2 separate regions of the Mus musculus genome follow, and region 1 is linked to region 2. A link is a contact called in public Hi-C data. All regions are on one chromosome and are shown on one strand. Each heading gives the region's core, a stretch centred on a gene start, on an enhancer-like site or on the middle of the called end of the contact. The rest is flanking DNA. Distances are from core to core; before and after follow the strand shown. Region 1 has its middle 33 kb from the start of Gm23847. Region 2 overlaps Gm33323 (a long non-coding RNA gene).

The links. Hi-C and Micro-C count contacts between places; a contact is called where the count stands out from the background.
Region 1: a contact with region 2 is called in a Hi-C map of cerebral cortex, with 1.9 times the contacts expected there. The contact joins two enhancer-like sites. A contact is called at or near these places in 2 of 484 Hi-C or Micro-C datasets (cerebral cortex and liver) and 3 of 115 datasets of contacts at active chromatin or transcription factors (embryonic basal ganglia, embryonic stem cells and trophoblast stem cells).

The regions. Positions count from the first base shown.
Region 1 is chr7:129,998,881-130,005,101 of GRCm38.p6, reverse strand. No RefSeq gene overlaps it. Among named protein-coding and RNA genes, the nearest start is that of Gm23847, 33 kb to the left of the region's middle. Within about 2 kb of position 3,956, at least 34 of the 459 cell types and tissues checked have an H3K27ac peak or open chromatin away from gene starts, as enhancers often do. A contact at or near this core is called in cerebral cortex, where this site is marked.
Region 2 is chr7:129,776,459-129,782,022 of GRCm38.p6, reverse strand. The region is part of intron 1 of Gm33323 (a long non-coding RNA gene); the gene reads right to left. Among named protein-coding and RNA genes, the nearest start is that of Gm33398, 15 kb to the right of the region's middle. Within about 2 kb of position 2,727, at least 48 of the 459 cell types and tissues checked have an H3K27ac peak or open chromatin away from gene starts, as enhancers often do. A contact at or near this core is called in cerebral cortex, where this site is marked.

The DNA of each region.
Region 1 (6,221 bases), core at 2,707-5,206, 220 kb before region 2:
GCTGTTGCTCACACCGCATGCCCTGCAGGGGTTCTGGGAAAGGTGTGGGGGGGGAGGGTTTTGGGGGAGGGGGCGGGGAGGGTTTGCTCTGTGAGCACTTATTTTTTTGCCCTAGTGTTCTCATGACTTCCAGATTTGCCTCATGCTTCTCTCTGTGTTCCATGATGTTCAAATGAAGCTACATGTTAAAGAACATTGGAGGTTGTGTTATATGTAACAGGATCATATTGCTCTGTAGTCTACCCAAGACACGTGCTTATTCAGATAGAGTTGCTGTGTGTATATATACTCACCAATTTCTAACATTGTCTCCATTCGAAGTAAGAACAGCTGTCAAGACTGCATATGTGTGTGCATATGTCCAGACTAGAGGTCACCCTGGATGTAATTTCTCAGTCCCTTGCCACCTTTTATTTCTTCCCCATTGATTACATGCCCCAATAATATGTATATACACTTTTATAATTTGCTATACATGTATAATTTGAAAAAAAGTATAATTTTATGTTGTGATCAATTCAGTCTCCTACTTCCTTCCCAGCCAGTCCCCACCCTCCTCTACCAGGGTGAACAAATTCTGTTTTCCTTGGGGGATGTGAACTGTAATTTTCCAAATAGCCTAGGTCAGTTGGCCAGTGAGCCCCAGGGAACCAGCTGTCTGTGCCTCCCTAGAACTAAGATTTTGAGCCACTATGCCTGGCCTTTTCTATGGCTTCTGGGGTTAACTAAGGTCTTCTAGCTTACATAGCAAGCACAGTTATCAATTGTCCTATTTCCCACTCACCCCCTCCTCCTAAGACTAATAGACAAGGTTCTACATGCTGTTCTTTTTTGCATGAACAGCATGGGCAAATGACTTTTTTTTTTTAAGAGTCTCTATACAGAGCATCAAACTTGCCACACTCCTGGACACTTGACTGTGTACTAACACACCTACTTCAAACCATACCAGATGGGACCACGCAGGATTGAGACGTATTGTGGCAGGTGAGAGATTTGGATTGTAGATTTTAAAAGAAATGCAGGGGCCTATAGAGATGGGAGCCGTCTGCCACCAGGCCCTTCACTGGTACTCTGGCCATAATTAAGGCATCTTCAAGGAGTGATGCTGCTTGTGGTAAGCTTGGTGCTGAACCTTCCTTGCTCAGCCTCCCTAGGACTCCCAGCAATCTTGTTTGTATTATTGATTTGTTTAGAAAAACCACTACTCAGAAAGAGTACAAAGGCTCGCTTCAATGCAGCTCAGGCCAAATTATTATAATTCTGGAATGAGTGGAATCTGACCTAATGAGGTTTTATTTTGCTTTGCCCCAGAGGTTTCTACATAGTATTAGGAAAGGAAAAAAAAATTCTTATTTAAAACACACACACACACACACACACACACACACACACACACACACACACACACAACTTTCATTGTGTTCAAAGTTGGAGTCAGAGAATAAGTCAATAAAGGAACTCCCTGGTACAATGAGGTTTCTGTTGTTAATTTTACTGTTCAAGGCATTTTACTCTGAAAAACTGCCGTGCCTCCCCCCTCTGTTTGCCTCATTTAGCTTTGAGCTTAGAACTGCAAAGCCTCTGTCTTTGTTAAGAATTCGTTGTTTGATTCTGCCAAGGCTAACCATGGTGGTTCGGGCTCCATCCTTCCTTGTTGGACAACATTATCTGTACGTCAGTGGTTATGCACCCAGCCAGAACCTGGAGAAGTTTCCATAGCCCTAGTGATAGTTACTGCTCTATCTTCAGCATGACACCCACGTAGAGCACCACACGTTCTTGGGTTTGGCAGATAAGGGCACTGTCAGTCACCTTCCTTTTTAGCATTCCTTTCTTTCTTTTAGGTTAAGGGTCCTTGGCTACCTTTGGACTCTCCATAGGACTGTCAATCAAGGTGCCTTGCTCTCGGCTGACCAAGCTAGAAGCTCAAAACCACATGAGCGCAGTTTGAACGACTTCTCCCGGAAACCTGTACATGGACCCTTGAATATACTGGGTTCGTTGAGTCTGTGTAAGAGTTGCCCACCAAGAATTTGCTACCTAGATTCTGCCGGTCCTCTGACTCCTCCACCTTTATACCTACTGTGCCTCTTTCATCTTAAATTCCATCTGCTCCGTTCTCCCCGATCATTTCTCTTTTTGCTAGGTTGGTTCTTGTTGGTTTCTGTTACCTAGTATGATGTGTTATTTGTACATAGAGAATTTCAGCTAGATGGGCTGACTTAACATGCATTCTAATGGAGAGCTGAAGGATCGCCCAAGCTCCTTTACTCTGTTTCCTATGTTTAAAGTGATCAAGGGGACCATCAACTAAAGACTGAAACCATATCCCCTGCACAGTCCCCTGACCACAACATGTAAGTTAATACATGACGAGAACCTTCCTTATTAAAGATTTGTAAGCTAACCTCCGTCAACGAGCATTGCTACCTAGGATCTCCCCAGATACCTTAGGCCCAAAGTGCTTGAGACCCAGTTTCCTTCAAGTTTGTCTTCTAGAGACCCAAACCAAGGAGAGAGCAATGATAGAAGTCCTTGTGTTTATCTTACTTTCATTTGTCACCTGACATTCTTATCTGGAAAGGGCCATCCACTAGAGCAACTCGAGGATATATCTTAGACACTCAAAAGCATCTTTTGTCCACCTGACTCCTCATCACTAAAACTGCATTTTTTAATTAAAAAAAAATCAGTGAGCAAACTAAAATGGATCTCGGTACCCCAAACAGCTCCCATTAGTATTTTGTCTTGGCTCCTTTTCCAATGCATCTTAATATGGTTTTTCTAGTATTAAACATAGATTTTTTTTATAATCTCCCTGTTCACTTAAAAAATCATTGCACAATAATGCACGCTTGTGCAATACAGCCCCCGCAGCCATCTTCTAAAGGACTGCCAGTTATTCGCCTAAGTGGCCATTCAATATTTACTCCGCTATTTTCCTGGGCGTTTAGACAGGGCTGAGTAAATAGAAAAACACCCTGATTCTTACGTTCTCGTCTTCCCGGGAAGGAAAGGATGCAGCCGGTGCTGAGGCTGACGTTGGTGGGGACTTTATAAGCGTTTGTTAACCATTTGCTTCATTTGCTACTAGAGACAGGAGTACGGAGATAGGCATGTTCGTCAGAACATAAATATCTGGATTCCCAACTCAGTGGGAAGCTTTCAAAGTCCAAATTTGATGCTTGCCCAGGAAAGCATGGAAGGACAATAGATTTCTTTGTGCATGCACTCTTAGCCTGGAGGCTTGCTACAATTTTTTAAAAAAAATAATTTGTCTTTAATTTCTACCATTGAGTTTATTGGGTTTCAGTTTTGGATCTCAGTCCCCTTGGATTTATTTCTGCTGCTGCTGCTTCTATATTTCAGCAAAAAGTGATTGTGTTTGGGTTTCCATTCTTGGAGGGCGATCCTTGGTCTGAAATGTTTTCATTTATTTTATTTTAAAATTACAAAGCCATTTCTAGTTATATTTGGTTTTGCAATTCATTCCTCCCTCTGTTTCACAAAAACCATAAAACCCATATTGTCTAAAAATGCTGTGTTGAGCAAAATGGCTTCAGTTCTCCTTGGAGAGCAGGAGAGGACAGAGCCAGCATGTGTTATAAACAGTTCCAGGGAGATCTCTGCTTTCCCAGAACTGGCTTAAGTCAGGGGCTGCTGACCACTTGTGAGATCTCAGTGGGGTCGCTGACTCCGGGCCCTACTTGACCCTGACTCTGGAGGTCATGTGGGCATCTGCCCACATCATGGCCACATCCTCTTTGCTCTCAGCCTGGCGCCCTCTCCTCCTGCTGCTCTGGGCCCCTGCTGTTATTTTTGAAGGATCTGAGCCATTAAAAACCAAGACTTTGGATTCCTGAATGAACATTTTTAACATTCAAGCTGGAGGCTTCCTGTCACGAAAGCGCAGACTCAGTGGGCTGTGAGCGTTCTGCGATGTGAACCTTTCCTTTCCGGATTGATTAAGCACCCGGTTTCTCTAGACTGTAGCATTTGCTCTCCCATGCCCACGCTTTGTAAACTCTCCATGCAGGTTATTTTTAGCAGATTATAACAAGCCTTTCATTTTACAATCTCAGAGAAACTCAAGTAGGATGTGTGGATTTTCTGGATTTTCTTTCTTTTGCTGTTTGCCTGGGTATTCAGCTGAGAACCAGGCAAGCTGCAGCCGACAGGGACCTGTTTCACACCGACTCCTGCTCTGGTGGCAGGTGGGTCTCAAATCATTGGGTCAAACATACTTCCCCTGTGTGAAGGGAGCCGGTGTTAGCATCTGCCTCCGTGTCTGTGGCGACTGTGGTCCTAACCTGACTTGAAAGAGAATTTTGAGAGAGTCGGAGCCTTCTTCCTACACTGGAACCAATTCAAAGTGCTCCCTGCCGCTGCCTCCTCTCCTGCCCGGAGCCAGGAGGGGACAGAGAGGAGAAATATGCCTATCGACACAACCCTCGATCGATCGACACAACCCTTGTGCTCTTGAGTTACAAAAAGCATCCTAGTTGGACTCCATGTGACAAACACAAACTGCCCTTTTTGGAGGCATCTGTGGAAACTGGGACCCTGACAAGATTCTCTTCTCTGTGTGTGATGGAGTGCTCTTGTTTGTTTTCTCAACCCTGCCCTTCCCTAGAAGAAGGAAGGGGGAGATCTTTGTCAAGGCTTGTTTGTTGAGTGAACTGATCAACCCTTAAGTGTTAAGTTGTCATTGGAAAGTGTCTCAGTGTGAGAGTTACTTTCCTCAAAGCTATGACCAAATACCTGACAGAACAACACAAGGGAGGAAGGGAGATATAACTGCCCTTGGGTCACAGCTTAAGAAGAGATTAGGAACACCACAGTGAAGAAGGTACAGAGGCAGGAGTGGGGAGGGGGTGAGGGTGGGGAACTGGCCTGTCGGTGGGAGGCTGCCAAAAGCAATCAGGAACCAGAGAGGAAGCCTGGTGCTCTCCTTGGTTTTTCTGTTTTATTCAGTTCAGGCCACCAGCCAGTAGGATGGGGCCAACCACATTCAGGACAGGTTTCCTTCCACGGTTAAACCTTTCTGGAAACACTTTATAGGCACACTCAGAGATATGTTTCCATGGTGACTCTAAATCTTGTTATGTTGACAATGTGGATCAACCACCACACTGATTCTAAGAGAGGAAACAGCGCCATGTTGGATTGATTGGTCTGAGATGTTGGATTGGTCTGAGGATGTTCATAGGTATTCTGTTGGATTGGTCTGAACATGTTCATAGGTATTCTGTGGATCTTCTCTCCCAGAAGATCCCTGTATCCACTTCCAGAACTGCTGTAACAAATTACCACAAACTAGGAGGCTTAAAACTACAGAAGGTTGCCTCCTTACAGTCTGGAAGCCATAAGTCCAAATTCAAGGAGAATGGTGAGCCCTCTGGCCTTCTGAAGGCTCCAAGGGACCCCCTGGCCCCACCTCCTCTGGCTTCTTGGGTTCTTTGGCTGTTGACAGCATCTCCTCACTCTCTGCCCTCACATAGCCTTCTCCTCTCAGTCTTACCTTGTACTTCTTGTAAGTAAGTTTGAGGTTAGAGTTAGAGACATTCATGACATTCATGAAATTCAGGACCACTGTGTCTCTCTCTCTCTTTTTTTTTTTTTGGTTTTTGGTTTTTCGAAACAGGGTTTCTCTGTGTAGTCCTGGCTGTCCTAGAACTCACTCTGTAGACCAGGCTGGCCTCAAACTCAGAGATTCAACTGCCTCTGCCTCCCAAGTGTTGGGATTAAAGACATGCGCCATCACTGCCCAGCAGGACCACTGTGTCTTGAGATACTTGACTAAATTACATCTGCAAAGATTCCAATAGGGCCATACTTACAGACTCTGGACATATTTGGGGGGATTATTATTTGGCTCCTCTATAATGAGCCATGAGGAGCAAATGAAACTTGAGGGGTTAACAGCCTCTAGCTATTGGCTGGATTGGATCTGAGCGCTGCCAAGTACATAACTAAGGGCAGGCTGGCCTCACACCCCTTTCCCTTCCCATCCACTCTCCAAGAATGGATCTATCTATATCACAGCTCCTCCATCTGGGACTCAGGGAACATCATGGGAGAGGCGTGGAAAGATTCAAAGAGTCAGAGGACCAGGAAGTCTATTGTGAAACGGTCTTTCCCTAGAAATGACTGCAGTAACAAGGCTGGACCAATAGCAACACCAATGGATAAGGGGAATTTTTTTCTCGAGGTCCTGT
Region 2 (5,564 bases), core at 1,478-3,977:
CGGCCACCAGGCTTTGTCTTTTTTCATTTTTTCACTTGGCTGCATGCTAACCTTGGCTGTCTTTCCTCATCTTTGGCCTTGTTTATGTTCCTGTCCTTTGGTAGCTCTGGAAAACACCAGCAAACCAGAGCTGGCACCTAGTTCTACACAGTAATGTGCAGCCCAGTGTGCACTGAGGATCACATGAGCAGGGTTTGTACACCACATCCTAGCCAGAAAGATCGCATGATTCAGTGGCTCTATTTAATTGATTCGTATATTTAATCATTCAATTACATAATGTGATTTTGTCAAAAAGCTTTATGCAGAATTTTAAACTATAAAACAGATCTGTCAGGGACCTAGAGTCCCCTCTACTCTAGAATATGCTTCTGACAGACCCTCTAAACACACAGGGCTCTTCCTGACAACCAATGCAGAAAGTGTCACCTTGTAGCCACTTCAAACCTCTCCTGTCACAGAAGGGCTAAGGTGGGGAATCCTTGAATCCCAGGCAAGTTTATAGGAGATAGGTGATTTCTTTCACTCAAGCAAAAAAAAAAATAAAAATAAAAATAAAAATAAATACCATGGGAAGGGTGTGGCCTGGGACACAGGAGATTCTGAGTTAGAGCCGAGCTGCATCCTAACCACGAGGCTATGCACACAGGCACCAGGAACATGCCACATAAGACTATGGTGATTTCCTGGGTGTTTTTCTGTGTGCTATGGGTTTCAACACTTTCATTTCACTGAGTGAATCTCAACTGAGTGCCAGTGAAGTAAATGCTGGGCCTGCTGCGAGCCATCCCAGAGTCACAGGTCCTCTTTCCCAGAGAGAGCTTGCCTGGCCTTCTAGTCTCACTGAGTGTTGGATGTAGGGAACCACTGTTAACCCGGAGGCAGCCCCAATCCAGAATGAATGCCCAAGGCTGAATCTTGCATTAATTGACTCTTTGGAAATAGTTTGGTCCCAAATGTTACTGCATGAGAAATAGCTAAGAAGAAAGTGTACTGAGCTGGGAAGCCCTGTGGCATGGGTGTGACAAACAGAGGTGGCCTATCTGTATGTCTCAGTGGGTTTCACAACGTCTCTGGGTCTTAGTGTTCTCATCTGTAAAAGGTCACTCCACAACAATGTGAAAAACAGGCAAGGAAGACAAACCCTATGCAGCACTCAGAATAGTGGCCAATGTTGCACTGTGAACATTGAAATCTCAGCTCTTCCCAGGTCTCCCTTGATCTTCATGTAGCCATTAACTCTTACATTGTCTCTACAGTGAGATTTAAGTAGCTCTCTGTCTGGAATCTGGAAGCTAAGACTCAAAGAACTAAAGGCACTTGCCCACACAGCTGGTCAGTAGCCAGGGATGACACTAGGACACTGATTCCTCTCTGTGTTTGCTTATGTTTTTTTTTTCTCTGCTTGTTTGTTTTATGATGCATTTTTGTGGATGCAGGAGAAATAGGCACTGGGAGAACAGTGGCTTTTGCTGAACATGGGATGCCCAAGCTGACTATGATGAGTCAGGACAGTCATGGACCAAAGAAATGCAAGCTGGAAGGCAGAAGGCTAACCATACCCACAAGGTACCCCAAGAGCCACTCAAGAAGTCTCCCTGGCTGAGAGAAGGCCACAGAAACGCTGGGCAGGGACAAGATAATTGTCTCTTCAACTCTAGATCCACAGGGGATCTAGGCATGTGCATCCCGTTGCTTCTGACCTGTAACCTTCCTTCCTTCACTTACATTTGTTTTTTGTTTTTTTTTGTTTTGTTTTGTTTTGTTTTTTCTTCACAGAAGAACTGCTAGTTCCCAGGATACTAGGTTAGGCCCCGCAGTCTACATTGACTGCTCAGGGTGTATGACCTGTGCTTTTGTAATGTATAGGCATTGTAATACACACCCATTACTGCCCTGCAGTGCCCTAAGGAATTCAGTAAGACAAAAACCGGGGAATCTCCTTGCATATCAAACCCATTTGAGGTTTCTCACCGTTTTGGGACAGACTCTTCTCTGTCGCCAGAGAAACCCAGGACAAAAGACAGAAAACTAGTAGTTTGCTGGAAATGATGCGCCTGCTCTTGGTGTTGGTTCCAGACAGTTCTAGGATGGATAAGAAGGGGCATTTGGAGAGTTTAAGTACTACTCGCTCTCTGTAAGTGGCAGGGTTCAGGTTTGAACCCTAATCTGTCTGAGGAGTCCTAGGTCACTCATTATACTATAAGATCTCCTGGACCTCTCAACACTGGCCAAAGTAGCAACAGAGGGGAGCTGATGGTGGATGCTTGGCCTCTCCTTCCTTCTTAGATCCTCAGGGCTTACAAAGTGCTTGGCACACAGTGGACTCTGGGATGATCCTGTTAGATAGTATTGAATGAAATAATGCCCCATCCCACTGACCGTTCCTGTGCACTTTTGCCACAACCAGGACTCAGCCAAGCCATCCCTGAAGAGCCTTCCGAAGGCATTTGTCAGGTTCCTTCATCTCCTCTGAATGACATACTCATCTCTGGCTGCCAGGATAACAATCCTTGTAATACAGCCTCTTGTCTTTATAAAGGATAGAAAAGCATCTCCCCTCTGCCCAGCCCCCTACTGATCCACTCATTTTCCAACCTCTCCCTGCCAGCAGGCCAAGCTACGGTTGATTAGGGCAATGAGGCTTGCTCCGGCTTCCTCTGTCCCTCCCCAGGTCCTTGGCACTGAGCAGCAGTCCACTGTCTATCAATACTGTCTGGCACCAGAAGAAAGCCCCTCTCCCTTCCTGCACCCAGCATCCAGTTGCCTAGAAACCAGGACAGAAGCCGAGAGCATCTTGGGTTTCTTTTTCATTTCCTTGCCAGGTCTCAAAAGCAAGCAGTTGTTTGTTTTACGCAGAATGTTGTACAGTGGAGGCCTTGCCTTAACCTTGCCCAGATGATTTCATCAACCTGCGTCATGGTGATGCAGACTGACAGGGACAGCCACCGAGGGCTCAGCATCAGTGCCATTTGGTGATCGGTGCACCCGCTCATAATTAACAATGAGTGCTGAACATGGATTGTTTTAGAGACAGCCAGGCTGAGGATCGACCCGTATGTGTGAGTGTGTGTGTGTGTGTGTGTGTGTGTGTGTGTGTGTGTGCCTGTGGGTGTGCCCAGGCACGTGTTAAAATTGGCAGCATTGTGAACTGCAACTCGCTGTAGCCACGTGCAGAAAGGAAGAGAGATTTTTCTTTTCCCAGCAGAACAAAAGCCTGTCTTGAACATCCTTTCTGACTTTGCTAGACGACACCACACAATTCTGGGCAGGGTGAAGGTGCCAAGATTCTGCATGGCTCTTCCTCAGGAAGACCTAGTGGAAAGATGGATCATTTTTACAGGAGCCTGGGAAGAGGTGCAGGTTTAACAGTTACAAATGGGATGGAAGCCACTCCACCCTGTTCCATGCTTAGGACAGGGTCTCTCCTGAATCTCAGGCTGACCTTGGGCTCATTATACAGCCCAGGATGACCTTGACCTTCTCATCCACCAGCTTTCAACCCCAAGATGCTGAAATTGCAGCCAGGAGCAAACATGCCTGGCTTATGTGGTACTGGGGAGTGAAGCCAGGACTCTGTACATACTCTACCAGCTGAGCCATGTTCCCAACCCTCCACTCTGAGCTCTTGTCTTAGCTCTAAGAGGACCAAAGAGTGGTTAGGACCGAGCCTGGCTGATGTCATCTCATGTTCTGTTCCACCTGAATACTGTCCTCAAAGCTTATGGGATTACATCTGTGCTGAAGGGGGACCAAATTCACCCTTGCCAAGGCTCCCTTGTGTACCCAAGTATGACACCTTTTGAGGAGCCCAGAAAGCCAGACTTAATGGAGCAAGCCACTTATCAGGAGTGCTGAGCCATGGACCTGGCTTCTCATTAGGTCTCGGTACCATAAATGTATCCTGGTTCTCTGGACAGGGATGGACCAGCATATTGCCTGAGGTTAGACAGCTAATGAACCTGAACTCCACAATCTGAACTCCATAGCTGACTCAGAAATTCTTATGAAAATACTTCAGCTATCTTCCTGTATCTGCAGAGACCTCCAGGAGTTACAGGCTCCCAGCACAGTAGTCTCTTGGAAAATGCTTATCACAACTGAGTAACTTGGAAGGGAGCAGGTCTGAAAAGAAATCTATTTGCTACGTTTTCATAGTAGCTTCATAGGAAATACTCGGATACACTTTTTTTTTTAATTGATGCAGAATCCCATGTATTCCAGGCTGGCTTTGATGTAGCTCACTTTTGCTTCACCTTCCCCCACCCCCACACCAAGTGTTGTGATTACCCCCATATGCCTGACATATGGGATACTGGGGATCAAACTGGGCCATTGTATGTGCTCGGCAATCACTCTACCCATGGAATGACATCCCAGCCTTGGCCACACTTTACAATGAGAAGTTGAATGGCTTCGAGTTTGGCTGGAACACTATGGTCCTGATTCTCTGTCCCGTTAGTTCCCTGGACATCTTTGTCACTTGTATGGCTATTTAGTCACAGGCCTTTTCTTTAGTAGTGCCTTTTCTCTTTGATTAATAGTTTAATAGGCTATCTCTTATCCATTGTTTACCAATTTCATGCATGTGAGTCTCCCTCTATGTCTGCTTCTCACTCCACCAGGTACTCCAACATGGCTCCTTTGCCCGCTTCAGGTCCTCTCCTTAACATTTTCAAGGCAAAGCGCTTTGAAAATGCCTTCCTCTTAAGGATGGAGAATAGAGTGATTAAGTTCCTAATACTCAGCCTGAGGAGCCACAGGCGTTAGGGTCTAATACTTACTGTACGACTGCAGCCCAGACCCTTTAAACCTCAGTTTCTAATCTGTGAAGTGGGGATGATAAAGGTTCTGAGTTACTGTGCATAATATATGAGTTCACAGGTAAAATGAAAGGAGAGCCCCTTAGGAGCACAGACTCTATAAGACATGGCTCTGTTGATCTTTAACACCCGCTGCAGGCTATGAAGTAGACTAAGGCTACGGGGTAAAGCGGGAGCAGATATCAGATAACCCTGGGTCCTACCTGGGCATTCAGCAGAGGCATTGCTGGCACACATAGTGGGGTCGCACGACTCTCATCTCATGGCGCATATATATTCATTAATTTTTGGCAATCTTCAAAACAGCCCTAGCCTGTAGGGCAAATATCTCATACCTGTTTCTGTTGTATGAAATGCTTCTGTACACAGAAGGTGAGTTCTATACCCCAGAGACACTATGTTATAGAGTCTAATGAAGAACTTCAGATAACAACCTTAGAGAAAAATGAAGCCAGACATGTCGTGTACGCCTGTAATTCCAACACCCAGGCCGCTGAGGTAGGAGGACTGGGACTTTGAAAATATTCTTGGCTACATGAGCCAAGGTTGAGCCATCCTGGGCTAGAAAGGACCCTATCTAGAGAGAGAGAGAGAGAGAGAGAGAGAGAGAGAGAGAGAGAGAGAGAGTGAGATTAAGACCTCTTGCCTCTCTTCCAGAGAACACAGGTTCAATTCCCAGCATGCACATGGTGAAGCAAGTGCTATGAGGAACAGGGTCCTCACTGCATCTCCACCGAAGCC